2 separate regions of the Cyprinus carpio genome follow, and region 2 is linked to region 1. The links are chromatin contacts, called in public Hi-C maps. All regions are on one chromosome and are shown on one strand. Each heading gives the region's core, a stretch centred on a gene start, on an enhancer-like site or on the middle of the called end of the contact. The rest is flanking DNA. Distances are from core to core; before and after follow the strand shown. Region 1 has its middle 13 kb from the start of LOC109059915. Region 2 holds the start of LOC109091618 (midnolin-like).

The links. Hi-C and Micro-C count contacts between places; a contact is called where the count stands out from the background.
Region 2: a Hi-C map of skeletal muscle shows a contact between it and region 1, with 7 times the contacts expected there. The contact joins the promoter of LOC109091618 here to the enhancer-like site in region 1. A contact is called at or near these places in 7 of 8 Hi-C or Micro-C datasets (liver, red blood cells and skeletal muscle).

The regions. Positions count from the first base shown.
Region 1 is chrB22:23,730,534-23,733,747 of ASM1834038v1, forward strand. No RefSeq gene overlaps it. Among protein-coding and RNA genes, the nearest start is that of LOC109059915, 13 kb to the left of the region's middle. Within about 2 kb of position 1,523, at least 3 of the 8 cell types and tissues checked have an H3K27ac peak or open chromatin away from gene starts, as enhancers often do. A contact at or near this core is called in skeletal muscle, where this site is marked.
Region 2 is chrB22:23,828,152-23,831,113 of ASM1834038v1, forward strand. LOC109091618 (midnolin-like) reads right to left here and starts at 1,693. Exons shown (of 8, transcript XM_042749482.1): 1 at 1,635-1,693.

The sequences.
Region 1 (3,214 bases), core at 273-2,772:
GTGAGTCCGCGGCCAAACAAATGCGTGTGTATTGCGCCAGCCCACGTGGGTGTGTGCTGTTTTAGTAGGAGCTGAATCGATAACCTGAGGGCAGGGAGTGGAGACGCACAAGGAAATGCAATTCTCTGGTCGCCCACCTCTTCCTGTCCCGCCCCCTCACCAGCAGCCCACAGACCAGCTCGGCCTCTAAAAAAACCTGTTTGATTGGGGGAGAGGAAATGAAACCAAACAAACATGTGATGAAGTAAATAGACAGAGAGGTGCAAAGTGGCCTTAAATCAAAGAAGGTTTGATGGGAAATGCAGGGTGACACGCACGTTGACACTTTGGCACAACAACACCACCTCGTTTGCAAACCCTCCTGTATTGCCTAACAATCCCGAATTCATTTCTGATTCACTGCCATTGTTCTGTGCACAATAAGATAATACGCCTGAGTCAGCACCCTGAGCCTGTGCCAAACGTCTGCCGTGAATTTCATTTGCGCAACATAACAATTCCGCATCTTTGACCTGATATGGTGCTTCTCATGCATTTGGACTGTGCCAAGATTTGTAAAATGAACCGACTTCCTGTGCTACTTGTATAACTCTTTTGAGGAAATCACTAAGTAAGCATTTTTCAACTGGTGGGCCATGACCCAAAAATGGGTCACAGTTCGCGGAAAATACAAAATTCAACTAATCAGATAATTTTCATGATTTAACTTTTAAAAGAGATGACATGCTTCCTATGTATGACATCAAATCAACATAAAAATGACTGTATTCTGGTGCACAGTCAGCTTGCTGTAGCCAGATGCCAAAACAAAACAGGGCCTCATCACTGGAAACCATAAATATAATGCAAAATAAAATAAAATATGACCCCAAAGTGCATTAATTATGGGTTCAGATGTAAATGACACATCCCCTGTTATTTAATTAAATATTAAAATGTAACTGTAAATAAATATAAATTGTAATAATATAGATGTAATTCATAAAATATAATTTCAAATCAAAGAAGGTGGGCATTTACTATTCAAGCCGAACATTAATTCTTGCGTGACACATTTTAATGGTGAAATATTGCACGTTCTTATCAGTAGCTAAACATTTGATAGGTTTTTATGATAGAAAACTCAAAAGACAGATAGTAATATGCATACTGCTTGACTTTTTTTTTGTAAATTTTTGTCATTTTTCCATGTAATTAGTAATTTAATTAGTTTGGTTTGCCCCAGTGTTCAAGACAGTGTTATAGTCTTGATATAATCATCAACACATACTGTACTCTAAGTTCTCTGAGGACATTGCAGTGGCAAAAACACACCAGTAGGGGTCTCCCAGTGATCAGCTCACCTCTAGAGCCCGAGAAAAGGACTATGGCCTCTTGAGTAGAGTAGCTGATCCGGCAGAGGACAGCTGTCTAGGGCACGTTTTTCCCGTGGTAGGGCCTTCAAACCACCTCGGATACCTCGCACGGTAGCCCTCATTCCGGGAAAGACCGAACAGCTGCCCTCCCCCTTAACCCCCTTCACTGTGTACTAGTCATTCCTTCATCTAACCAATTCTGACAGAGGGGGGACCAGGAATACCAAGGCAAAAATGCTGGAAATACTATAAAAGAAAAAAAAAAACAATACCATGCAGAAAGGCTGGAAGAAAATGACGATACAAGTAAAAAAAGACGGTGCCTAAGAGGAGGAAAAAATGCAGAAGAGGGGGAAAGGGAGTTTGAAGTCATGGAACAAACGCTAGATCCCCATTCTGTGCCTCATGCAGCACTCAAGCTTGTTTTGTCATGCGCCGAAATGGACCCTCAGGTCATGCTGCATGCCTTCACAGCACACACACATGGGCTTTTGTCTGCAGATGGAAAACGGCATTAGTGCACTCACTATCTGGAAGGAGAGTTCATCGTGAACAATATATATTCACGAAGGCCAAGAGATGTATGCATTCAGAACATTCCTTTGATGTCAAGTGAGTTGTGAATCATTTCAAAACCAAGTATTGTGTTACGCCTCGAATGAACGTTTCACCTTGAACCAACTTTGTAAACAGAAAATGCAGAGATAATCCACAACCATAAAAGCACTTCAAACTAACAAAAAATTCACTTTTGCTACTGTGGTAAAGCATTTGTAAACTGCATCTATTAAGGGTTACTCAGACTTTTTCAAACCAAGGACCCGTTTTATAAGCTCAGATTGTTCATGCACTCTGAACCCCACACATAATCACACTCACAGTCACCTAAAGCATTGCAAATGACATAATCAAAGCAGTCTGCCCACACTGTCATTCAAAGCTTCCAAAAATTCCAAAATTTCCAAATGTTTATTCATTCACTCCCTACACAATCTTGTCATTTATCCTACTTTTTTTGTTTAAACTAAAGCTTCAAGTTTTTATTACTGAAAGTAATGCAGCATTTTATCTCAGAACTGACTGGTTTGGTTCAAGGCTTAAAAGTCTTTAATGAACTATTATTTAAATGTCTAGGGAAAAAATGAATGGGAAAATACTTTAGGAACACAGGTGGCAGAAAAAGAGTCTTTTTATTGTGAGATTTAAGCACCATGTGTCCTTATGCAAAAATTACTGGGTTTACCTTTAAAAATAGCATAAGATGTTAAGATTTGTGAACATTTGAATATTTCCTTCTCCCACTTGGAGTTTTTTCACTTGTTTCAAACATAAACCTCACTAAATATTATTCTCTAACAGCTATTTTTGCAACCTTGTTATTGCAATGATATAAATTCAGTTCTCACTGACATGCAGTACAACCTTAAAGCTCAAGGAATGCTGGGAATGTCTGTAATAATTTGTGTCTTGCCGGTGTTGGGTGTGAATGATTTTCCATCAAGAAATACTTAGGAATGGCCATATTTGGTATGCAAGGCTGGTGATTTCCAAACGGGATGTACAGAACCTTGAACACACTCTCTCTCTCACACACACACACACACACACACACACACTTAACTAACCTACACGCAGTTGGGCATGAGGTATAAGGGTTTGGCTCTGTGTGGGAGTCATTTGAACTCAGTCCACACAAGCTAGGGCAGGTGGTGTTGACAGAGGACATAATGACCCCTCTTTAGGCACAGGTGGCCTAGAGCAAGGCCTCTTCTCTCTGAGGTATCCTACAAAACAGAGGTGGAACATGCAGGCATTACTATTTCAAGCAAAGTACAGACCGCTCTAGGATGTTCCATACT
Region 2 (2,962 bases), core at 443-2,942, 98 kb after region 1:
GCAAAACGAAAGAAATGATAAGTAGCGACGTGAATATTATCTGACCTGTGTTTAACCAATGACATTCGATTTGATCCAGATACCGAGCCACTCGGCCAATCAGAGTTGAGGACCGCAAATAACTGTTGTATAAATTATGACATACATAACCTACGTGATGCAAATAACAGCTTTTTCATTATTTAAAGTGTTTAATCCTCTGCTAATCACAAGCCCACTGATGCAGGTATTCTTTATATATAATCACAATATTGCATCTTTTGTTCCAGGCATTAGTAGCTTTGTAGGCATATTGCATTTGAATAGTCTGTAGCCCCCTGCAGTTTGACCACATTATGAAAAAGTTCACGTAAGCACTTCTTTATGGAAACCGAGAGCAAGCACTACAGAATTCACCCAACACATCAGCCAAATTCCCAAGCAAATTAAGTGTGAATTGCTTGTTATTAATACAGATTTCATTTAATATTATACAAGACATCACATGATGAATTAAGACAAAATGGAATTACAGGAGTATCTTTGTTAGCCTCATGTTCTGCAAGGTTTATTTGTTCTCCGCAAACCCTCGTTATCCACCACCCACTCAGCAGCCCACACTCAAACACACATTCTCCCATGTACTCTCGATGTCCTGCAGGCTTAATCCTGGGTTGGCTCGGATTAGCAACTTCCCACGTTAGGCTAATTTAATCAGAAGACAGCCTCTAGAGAGAAGCAATGCACAGGGACTGTGTGGCACACTGACATTTCACCTGTATCCACTGTTTGACTGGTTGCAGTAATCTAATCAGTGATATGGAAGGTTATTTTGGCCCTCTGATTCCATCTGTGACGTAGGAAGCTCGGTCAACTCGTATCCAATCAGACTTTAAAAATAGAAGCCTACACTTCACAAGAATGCTATTATTTCCTGTCACTCTTTAAGCTGCAGTTCCCACGATTGGTGCTAATGCTATTGCTAATGTTCCTTTTTGCTTACTTCCTTATTTCCCTATCCTGTTCGAGTTCACCAGAGAGTTCAATTGTGTCGGTCAAGTAAAGCATTTACATGTGGGCCAATGTTTACTTTTACAACTTCCCACATAGTGACCGAAGGAATCAGCGTATGACCTCTATGAAGTGTTCTTGGAAAACGCTGGATTAATCCAAGTCTAAAACATTGCTGGTTTCCTAGACTGAAAGTAATCCTGCTCCTGAACGAGATTGCTCGGTTAAGCTTGACTTCTGAATACGGTCCTTATCTTGCTTAATTAGTGACTTTAGAAGTCAAGGCATCATTAAAAATGGTTGATAATTATTTAGGTTCAAGACTCAAGAGTTGGTGAGGTTTAGCATTAAAACAAGATGTGTTTTTCAAGGATATTAATCGTACCTAGTGTTACATACTGGAAAAATTTGTTTCAACATTCTTAAATTGCTTGATTTCAAAGGAAATGTCAATTGCTCATGCAAATTCATTCTTTTTTGTGCCTTTCAGTTCCTCATTAGTTGACAGTCAAACAGCTGCAAAAGTATTATGAAGCAAGAATTTGACAACGCACAAAACTGACAGAATCTGAAATGAATTACAATATATTTAGCATGAAATAAATATAACACAAGAAACAGTACATTTAGCACATATAAAATACCTGGATAAACCTATCCGTCTGCATTCCCAGTCATCTCAATGGCACTTGCTCGGCTGGTGTGAACCCCATAGAAGTATGCATGTGAAATCTGCCATCTTTGCTCATGAGCACTTATTATTGCACCCAGCCATGTGACTAATCACTTTAGAGCCACAGCAAAATGACGTGGCCACAGTGCTGTTTGGATGACAGATGTACACACTGTAAAATCCCAACCTGCTTACTGGCATTTTTCCAGTTGTGATGCCAAAAGCAGCAGATAGAAACAAAAAAGAGGTGTTAAATAAATCAGTCCATTTTACATGGTTACATTTTAATGGCCATCAATGAAAAAATATGGTGTAGTTACAAGCATCTACCAGCAGGGGCTAATGGACCATGCTAATCATAAAAATCATTACTTTGAGATGCTTTACGTCACGTTGCTTAACCAGGGGTTGAAACGACGTTAAGCATAGTGAGAAAAACCTAATAGTAGCTAACATCAGAGTATCCAATGTCCAGTGGGAGGAACAGCACTTTCCATTGAATCACGGAACAAACTCTCAACCTCTATATACTATTAATTTAACAACTCTTAATGCGAAGAGGCGAACAGAGACTGATGCAGTCCATGTTTAGTCATGTCAGCATTTAGCAGTTCAGGTTATTTGATATGCGCAGCCGTTCTAATTAATTAGTTGAAGAGGTCTATTTTTGTACTCTTGTTAACCTATCTGGCACTAAGAACGAGAATGTGTTTACACGCAATGCTATGTTAATGCTATGCTAAGGTTCCTGAGAACTTGCATTAAACTTTCTGAGGTGCATCACTTGTTGGTTGGGTTATGTTTGCAGTGCGTCAGCACACTGAAGGCTCATTAGGCGTCTTGTACACATATATTGCACACTGTCCATGAGGTGATCTTACTTAAATATCTTGATGCAAAACCACACCAGCAACCTTCTACTTATTACATGTAGAGGTTTCCCATAATCTGAGGCCTTGTGAATTCTAGGAGGTGATCTATTTGGGGTCCTGTCCTGGATTGAACCCAGCACCTTCTGCCCGTGTAATACCTTATCCGCATTCTGTAACTGCTGTGATAAAATGCATGTTACATAACACCATGGCTAAACAGCTAAGATGCACTGACCAGTCAGTGATAAGTGACATAGTAAAATATGTTCTGTTGATTCCCCAGTGCACAAGGGACCACTTTGCATCAAGTCACCCTAAAGCTGAAGCATCTGAAAGCTTTTACTAGCTCGAGTCGATAAAAGCTTGCTTTAGCTTGCACGTTGACTTTCTAGAATGATGACGAGCCGGGAGTTCCTGGGAGCATTGC